Linked DNA regions of Danio rerio: all the other regions are linked to region 1. Evidence: chromatin contacts called from public HiChIP or PLAC-seq and Micro-C data. All regions are on one chromosome and are shown on one strand. The core of a region is the stretch at or near the end of the contact, and the rest is flanking DNA. Distances in the headings are between cores, read along the strand shown.

The links. Hi-C and Micro-C count contacts between places; a contact is called where the count stands out from the background. HiChIP or PLAC-seq counts read pairs in DNA pulled down with a chosen protein or histone mark.
Region 2: a contact with region 1 is called in a Micro-C map of caudal fin, with 7 times the contacts expected there. The contact joins the enhancer-like site here to the promoter of ror2 in region 1. A contact is called at or near these places in 2 of 18 Hi-C or Micro-C datasets (caudal fin and an unstated tissue).
Region 3: an H3K4me3 HiChIP or PLAC-seq map of gastrula embryo shows a contact between it and region 1, with 5 times the contacts expected there. The contact joins the promoter of auh here to the promoter of ror2 in region 1. A contact is called at or near these places in 2 of 4 datasets of contacts at active chromatin or transcription factors (caudal fin and gastrula embryo).

The regions. Positions count from the first base shown.
Region 1 is chr10:5,739,818-5,742,619 of GRCz12tu, forward strand. ror2 (receptor tyrosine kinase-like orphan receptor 2) reads left to right here and starts at 1,395. Exons shown (of 9, transcript XM_021472213.3): 1 at 1,395-1,716. The coding sequence starts at 1,623.
Region 2 is chr10:5,980,764-5,983,565 of GRCz12tu, forward strand. The region is part of intron 4 of LOC141376294 (a long non-coding RNA gene); the gene reads right to left. Among named protein-coding and RNA genes, the nearest start is that of syk, 74 kb to the right of the region's middle. Within about 2 kb of position 1,363, at least 4 of the 62 cell types and tissues checked have an H3K27ac peak or open chromatin away from gene starts, as enhancers often do. A contact at or near this core is called in caudal fin, where this site is marked.
Region 3 is chr10:5,894,548-5,897,349 of GRCz12tu, forward strand. auh (AU RNA binding protein/enoyl-CoA hydratase) reads left to right here and starts at 1,404. Exons shown (of 10, transcript NM_001003576.2): 1 at 1,404-1,681; 2 at 2,103-2,170. The coding sequence starts at 1,462.

The sequences.
Region 1 (2,802 bases), core at 145-2,644:
AAAAGAATTATTAAAATTTGTCTCTGTTGTGTACAATCCACTGTTTAATCCTTTTTAGTAAATTAAAAACTAAAAAATTAACGATACTTCTAATTTAATCGCTGATTTTAAGATGGTAGATCTAAAATAGCTTTTATATCAATACAATTAACATATTTGCAAATGAAGCAACTTAGGTTTTTTATTGATTATTCAAGCATACTAAAACCATGTCAATGTGAATAAAAATTAAATATCTCAAACTTATTTCTTAAGCATCAGTTTATAGCATTGCATCAATTTATTAATTTGCATTTGATGTTAGTCTAATAAAATTATTATAAATATCAAACTGCAGAGTTTTGTTTAGTTTTGGCCTCTGAATACATCTGAGGGGATTTTCTTCTTCGAGTCTTTATTCATATTCAAATATACACATTTTTATATAACTAATTCCCAGTCTGTAAGGTGCAGTGGGTAGCACGCTCGCCTCACAGTAAGCAGATTGCTGGTTCGAGCCTTGGCTGGGTCAGTTGTCATTTCTGTGTGGAGTTTGCATGTTCTCCCCGTGATTCCTGCGGGTGTTTCTGTTCACCTCAAAAAGTTCAAAGACATCAGTACAGGTAAATTGGGTAGGCTAAATTGTCTGTTGTGTATGTGTGTGAATGAGAGTGTATGGATATTTCCCGGTTTTAAGTTGGCGGTTCATTTTGCTGTGGCGACCCCAGATTATGCTGAAAAGAAAATGAATTAATTTCTTGTCAGTGAACAGAAAACAGTTTTCCTGCTTAGTATTTTTGTGGGTGCAAATTTTTCGCCGTGATTTAAAGATGAACCGCACGAATCAGAACAAAACATAGCATCAATTTTGATCAATTTAACATGGCCAGACAGAATAAATCTACCTTTTCCAAGAGTCTCTTCCCCAGTAGGTGTCGTGTTTTTTCAAGGATATCAAAAACTTTGAGTTACTAAACCTACTATGGTAAGAAACTCACGCTTACTTTCCTGTAGCGTTGTGACACGTGACCTCATTAATATTCATGAGCCAATCAACGTTTGCATTTAGCTTAGCTCAGGAGTGTCCGAGGGCCGGTGTCCTGCAAAGTTTATTTCCAACCCCAATCAAACACACCTGGGCTAGATAATCAAGCTCTTACTATGCTTTCTAGAAACATCATTGCAAGTGAGTTGAGGCAAGTTGGAGCTAAAATCTGCAGGACACCAGCCCTCCAGGACCGAGTTTGGACACCCGGGCTTAGCTAATTGAATGTAAAATGACTTTATTACACATTCATGAGCTCCGCCTTCGTCGTAGTAGGATTCGCAAATTCGTTTCCCTCCCTTGGGATGTATCCTTCCTACGTCACGAGGAGTTGGAGTTACTTGCTCACTTTTCCTATTAGGATACGTTTGGGAACACTTGAACGGGATCAACGGCGGTCGACGAACACCTTTACGGCTGAGCGGGATGAAACGCGTTTTTGTTTTGCAAACGAACCACCAAAAAGAGTTTCATTCAGTGCACACTTGAGACTTTGGGGGAAGCGCGTTTCGTCCGCACGCACACACTCACTCAGTTATCACTTGTGGAGAGTTTGGAAGTTGTTACACTGATTCCCAAATCCAGCTGCATCAGAGGAATGTTCCCTGTAAGGATGTATCATATATTGAGGATTACAACTGGAGCTCATCTGGTGGCCACATTCATCTTCTTTGCAACTTTTGCATATGCAGGTAAGGATTTTACACCAATTTGTGATTATCTGAGCTTTATTTAAACGCGTTTTAAATGTTTGGTTGTTTTATGCTCACAGAAATAACTTCAAGCACCGCTAAAATTGAGTTTCACCTTAATTTAGAGCTATATATTTGTAAATAAATGAATGTATTTGAATTCACGCTAAAATATTTGTACTTTTGTTTATTATTGTTTAAAAACATGAGAGGATTTATTATGATGGATAACCTAAATATGAATCTAGAAATTTAGCTTTCTAGTTCAGTGTTTTTGAAACAGTGTTTAATTGTTACAGCGAAATATTTCACACGACTGAGGTAAAGTTGGTTTTATATTCACACATTTGGATTTTCTCCTTAATACAAAAATAGTGAAATCATATTAGCAGCCAATGACTATCAAAGTACAACTTTGTTCACAGGCAAATAAATATTGCTAATGTTATTTTCAAGTCATTGCCTACTTGACTTGCATGAGATTTCAGACCGAATTTTCAAAGTACCACGGTGAATAATGTAGGGTGCATGTCACTGAACAAATGTGAGGATATAAATCCAACTTTACCTCAATTTTAACACAGATGTGCACATTAAAACCGAACTGTTTTGCTCATTAAATCTTTTAAAACCAACATGATTAAAGAGATTTATATGTAAAAGCCGTCTTCTTTTTTAAAATGTGTTTTTGCTAATGTGAGAGGATTCATTATCATACTCCTATACAGTATAATAACTAAGCCTTCACTCTCTGATGTTCAATCTAAAAGTTATTACTTTTTTCCCAATCAAGATGATTTCTCATTTATTTCACAACAGATCATTTTCATTTAAGTTAAAATTCATTTTTCTTTTCTGTCCATCTTTTTGGAGTTGTGAGAGCGTTTATACGTGGCCTATAAATGAGAGTTCACATTGACGTTCACATTGAAACGAGTGTAAAGTATTAATGCTTTTCATTAATTGAGGTTTGTGTTTAAACATCATTCAGGTAAATATTTATTTATTTATTTATTTTAAGAACGGGAGAGTGTTTCATCTAAATATGACTATTCAATGAATACACTAGTATTCACACTGCAACAG
Region 2 (2,802 bases), core at 113-2,612, 240 kb after region 1:
TTTCTCCTCATGTTGCTAATTAACTAATTTCTTTCTTTATGAAACGTCAAACAGACACGTTTTTTTTAGTTTTTTCTTCAATTCGTGGGTCCAAATAAACCGAAAAAGAGCGCTTTTAACTTCTCCCCCAGCCTCCCGCTGGTCTGCAGCAGGTATACATACACACACACACACACAAGTGAATGCTGCTGTCTCATTGGCTGTAGGCGATGGCTGATGTTATTTTCAGTCAAAACTCAATTCACACGGCATGATTTGAATCGCCGACAGCTCCAGATATTCAGCACGCCAAATATCTCACAGGCATCGGCGACTCATCGGCGATTCTCTCAGATCGCGTCTTTGATAGTTCACACAGTGTGATTGTCACTCACGTGCACGAGCAACGATTTGCCTGTGATTTCAAGCATTTGTCGGCGATTTCTAAAAACCTGTCGGCGAGCCAATATCGGGGCTGAAATCACGCAGTCTGAACTAGGCATTAGACTAACTGACTATAAGAAACTCTGCAAGTACATGTCAACTAACCCTAAAGCCTGGTTTATACTTCTGCATCAAGTGACCGGCGTAACCAACGGCGCATGCAACGCGCGTGGCTGTGCATTTATACTTCTGCGCGCTGTCTCTGTCGGTCTGCATTAACACTTCCTAAAACGCTAATTGGCAGTGAGGTGTAAATGTTCCTCTGTGTCGAGTTTCTTCGCCTGTGTTTTGTTCTTTCTGAACACTTCCTGGATGTATAAGTGGCTCAAACTCGCTCATTTTGAGGCAGGAACCGGCGGACGTGCAACAACTTTAACTATGAGGTAAACACAAAACAAAACTTTCCATCAGGAGCTCCTTTGCGGGACCCCATACTTGTAAACAATCGCTCCATTGAGCTTGCATGGCTTTCGGTCCCGCCCAGACATCGTCTGCGATACCAAGCCGACCAATCACAGAGCTTGCAATATGCGTCATTCCGACGTGTAGTTACATTATTTGAGAGGTGCACGTCAGCGACGCCGACGGCCACGGCATAGGGCTATGCGTCAGCGCCGTAGCATACGCGTGCGCTTGACGCAGAAGTATAAATCAGCCTTAACCACAACAGTCTACTTATAATCTGTAGATGCAATGTAACTTGAATTTAATAAAAGGGACCATCAAAAATGAAGTGTGACCGAATTATGAGATATAAACACAAAAGATTTGGAATGTTGTAACCTTCCACACTTTTGTTTTCTTCCAAATTGTGATATGTAAATTTTACTCAGGATTTTGAGTCACAATGTTTTTTTCTTCAATTGATGTTAGACAACCTAAACAGGTTTTCCCTTTTATAAGCATATGCTGACAATATTGCATAAGTGTTACGGTAATCCAGCAAACGATTATATGACTGAAAGAACAGCAACAGTCTGCATTAAAGACCTGTGAATCATGCCATGGGGCTGTAATTATATGAACAGAGTGTTCCAATTCTTTTATGATTTATAACCCATCATATTCTTGTGTAAATCATTCATAATGCATTTCTCAAAATCTCAAAACCATCGCTATCGACCTACAAAAACCCTCTATGTGTCAGAATGCAGGTCTGGAAAAAGGTCACAGCAACTTGAGGACGACCACGCTGTTTTATTCTGTTAGTACGCCCCCTTGTGCTAAAGAATAGTATTGATGCTTTTGTTTTAATTCAAAAACGATCCTGGACAAGACTCAATGTTACCTTGAATTTGTAGTGTTCTTTTTTTAGTGCACACACTAGTGGGCTTAGATCTGAAACATTCAATCATAACTTAAAAGTTTCAAGTTCTTAAAAGAAACAAGACAAAAGTTTGCCCAGTGTGGAGTAAAAAGTAGTTTAATTACTTTTCCGCTGAAAAAGTAAAAGGGATTACTCTTCGTTTTTATGTAATTTAATTAGTTACTTATAATATACTTGCCTTAAATATTTTAAATAAATTGAGTAGTTCTATATAAATCAATTCAGAGAGGCAGCAATATTCAGAGCAGTATATAGTTTGCAGAATCATTCTATTATTTTAACTAAAGAACGTTAATTATTCATCAAGACAACTGCATATGCATAAGAAAAGAATTGAGAAAATAGTTCATGATGACAAGGTATAAACTCAGAGTAGCAGTAATTGTAAATATTTTGAGTTATTTAGATATTCTGCACATTAACTCAATTTCTTGTGCTTTCGCCTGCTTTAAAAACAATAAAAAAGGTAATTAAGAGTTTAATTTATATTACGTACTGAGATTTATGCAGATTAGCATTTAGTCAAGTAATGTATATAATTATTGAGTAAATACCTTAGTCAAAAGTCATTTAAATACAATTTCATGTTACCCAACACTGCTTTCGCCTGAATTTGTTTTGTCTGATGATTTCCAAGCATTCTGTGAGCTTATGCATAAACTTATGTTTGGACCAGAAAACTAGTCAATAATTAAACATCAGCTGTTAAAAACATCCCAAAATCCAGGCAAATCAGCGTTTCAGGCAATTTTGTTTGGGGATGGTGTGGTGGGAGGGAAATTGTGATGTAAAATATTTGCTGTGCCTATAGGATTGTTATAAACCCTCTATAACCTCTGTAAATAACACGCTAAAAAAGTAGAAATGTGCAAAAAATAAAATCCTGCATTAGACACCAAAAACAATTACAGCAATTACAGCCTCAAGTCTTTTTGAATATGATGCCACAAGCTTGGCACACCTGTCTTTGTCCATTCCTCTTTGCAGCACCTCTCAAGCTCTATCAAGTTGGATGGGAAGCGACGGTGTATAGCCATTTTCAGATTTCTCCA
Region 3 (2,802 bases), core at 154-2,653, 150 kb after region 1:
ACATACAGTTGTCCTAAAAAACTTAAAACAAAATGTAAAAAAAAATCGTCAAAAATCGTCCCATGCCTAATATTGATTATCATGTGTATAACTGAAATTTTGCTAAACATCATGGTTAGGTTTTAGCATATTAAAAGCATGGCTAATTTGTACCGTGATTTAACTACAAAAAATATTGATTTTTCGTTGCTTTAAGTTTGGGTGAGGCAGTGGCGCAGTAGGTAGTGCTGTCACCTCACAGCAAGAAGGTCGCTGGTTCGAATCTCAGCTCAGTTGGCGTTTCTGTGTGGAGTTTGCATGTTTTCCCTGCCTTTGCGTGGGTTTCCTCCGGGTGCTCCGGTTTCCCCCACAGTCCAAAGACATGCGGTACAGGTGAATTGGGTAGGCTAAATTGTCCGTAGTGTATGTGTGTGTGGATGTTTCCCAGAGATGGGTTGCAGCTGGAAAGGCATCCGCAGCGTAAAAACTTGCTGGATAAGTTGGCAGTTCATTCCGCTGTGGCGACCCCGGATTAATAAAGGAACTAAGCCGATAAGAAAATGAATAAATTAATGTTTTAAGTTTCTAACAACGAGTAATCTATATAATTGAATGCAACAATGTACATTTAAATCAGAGGTAATGCACACAGTAGGGCTGCACGATATCGGAAGAAACTAACATTGCGATATTTTGTTATTATGCGACTTATAGTTCAATATACATTCAATTCCACCAGATGACTTGAACATCTATAATTTTAGATTGCATAAATCACAACTTTATCATTATCTGTAAGCATAGAAAAAGCAATAAGGAAAAAGCTACAAATTAAATACGCAATGTTTTATTGTTTTTCTAGGAGTTTAACAGTAACTTACTCAGGTAAACAGTAGCCTAATTGAAAACTCAAATGATATTACAAATATTACAGCGTAGTCTTCACTGTATAAGTAACTCAATAAAATAATCAATATTGCATATTCAGACGGTACAATTTCAACATTGCATATGCTGCTATGTGACTATTGTGAATAAACACATTGCAAAATCAATGCTAAACCAATATATTATTTGTAGCCCTACTACCTACACAATGTTTAGCGGGTCCTACCTACATATAACAGCCTGGGTAGTATTTTTACCTTAAGCTTATCCACTGTTCACAAAAACGAGGAAATGTTATTATAGTGTACTCTTATAACTTCCACTAAACTTAGAATATGAATTTCTAATTAGCAAGCCGACTTGGATAAAGCGCCTGCTAATTAATTAAATTAAATGCCTAATGGCGTACATATATATTTTTAATATATACATATAATTATAAATATATACCATTTTACATATAGAATGAAGTTCATGACCAGCAAATCCTTTTCTTTTTTTCTGAGGAGAAATCCCGCCGCTGAGACACCAGTCACGTGACACGAGCACTACGTCACTCGCAGTTCAGAGTTGAAAGTCAGGGAAGGCTGCAGCATGGCGGCTATAGTGAGGTGTAGAGCGCTTTTTCAGCTTTGTCGCTCTCAAATAAACATTTCCAACGGCGTTTACAGATCGGACAGTGTTTTGCAAACATGTCTTCCTAAAAGGTTGCCTTGTGTGCATCGTGCGTTCAGCGGAGGTGTGCGACTGTACAGCTCTGAAGTTAATTCTGGAGATGACCTTATCGTTAGATACCTGGACGGTGATGATTCAGGTAGAAGACAAGACGAAGTTACTGATCACTGAGTTTTTGTATGGGATTATTGAGAGTGACGTGTGTGTGTGTCACCTCGCTCACTTCAAAACAGTGTGTGAACGTCTTCCCTGTTAACGTTAACCCATAATTCAAGAGTTCCAAAACCCCATTACTCCAAAACAGTCAGTCATTTGACTTTAATAGCTTGACTTTAGAATCTATAATCTGGTCATTAACATTACCAAGTCACAGAATTTTAGTGATATATATATATATATAGTGATAAATATTTTTAACTTGCCACTTTCAGAGTCTTTTCCAGTTTTGCATTTATTATGATATAACTCGGCATTTATTATGAATTTTCCATTATGTTTTTTATTTACTTGCACATTTTGAATAATAATTATTTGTAGAATAACTCTTCTTGTGTTTATAGGGATTGTTGTTATGGGGATTAATCGCCCTGAAGCTAAAAATGCCATCAGCAAAAATCTTGTTTCCATGGTGAGTATTTTTGCAATCTGACTTCTTAATTTAATATAACAGTCAGGTTCCAATCTACTAATTTCCTTCATGAAACTGTTTTATACCAATAATTTGTGAATCATAAAAAATACAGACATGGTTTTTATGCCAATGTAAAGTTTCAATGGCGTTGCAGCTCTTAGTCGATTGAATGTGGTTAAGTGCACAATCTTATACCTTTGTCTTTTTGAAACACAAACAAAATTGTGGTTCTGATTTAAAATCAAAATGTTGAGATTTACACAATACCCTATATAAGTAATTGGCATATAATATTTCAGAAAAGGCTTGAAATAAAGTCTTATTCAATGTTTTCATTAAGTGTCATGTAGGGCCAGATGGAATCAGCAATTTTTTTTTCTATCTCTGCTGAGAATTTTGGTAAAAATCTGCAGATTTCTGCATAAATATTTTAGGAGTATCATAACTAAAACCTTAATATGTGTAATTAAAAATAATATCTTTTAAACTTTTATTTAGTATTTAAAATGCAAATCCAATTAAATACACTCTATTTGGTAAACAAAGCAAGTCTCTCATATAATGTATATACTAAAAGACAGAAAATAATACTGTAAAAACTGCATTGTACATAAATCAGATGAACATTT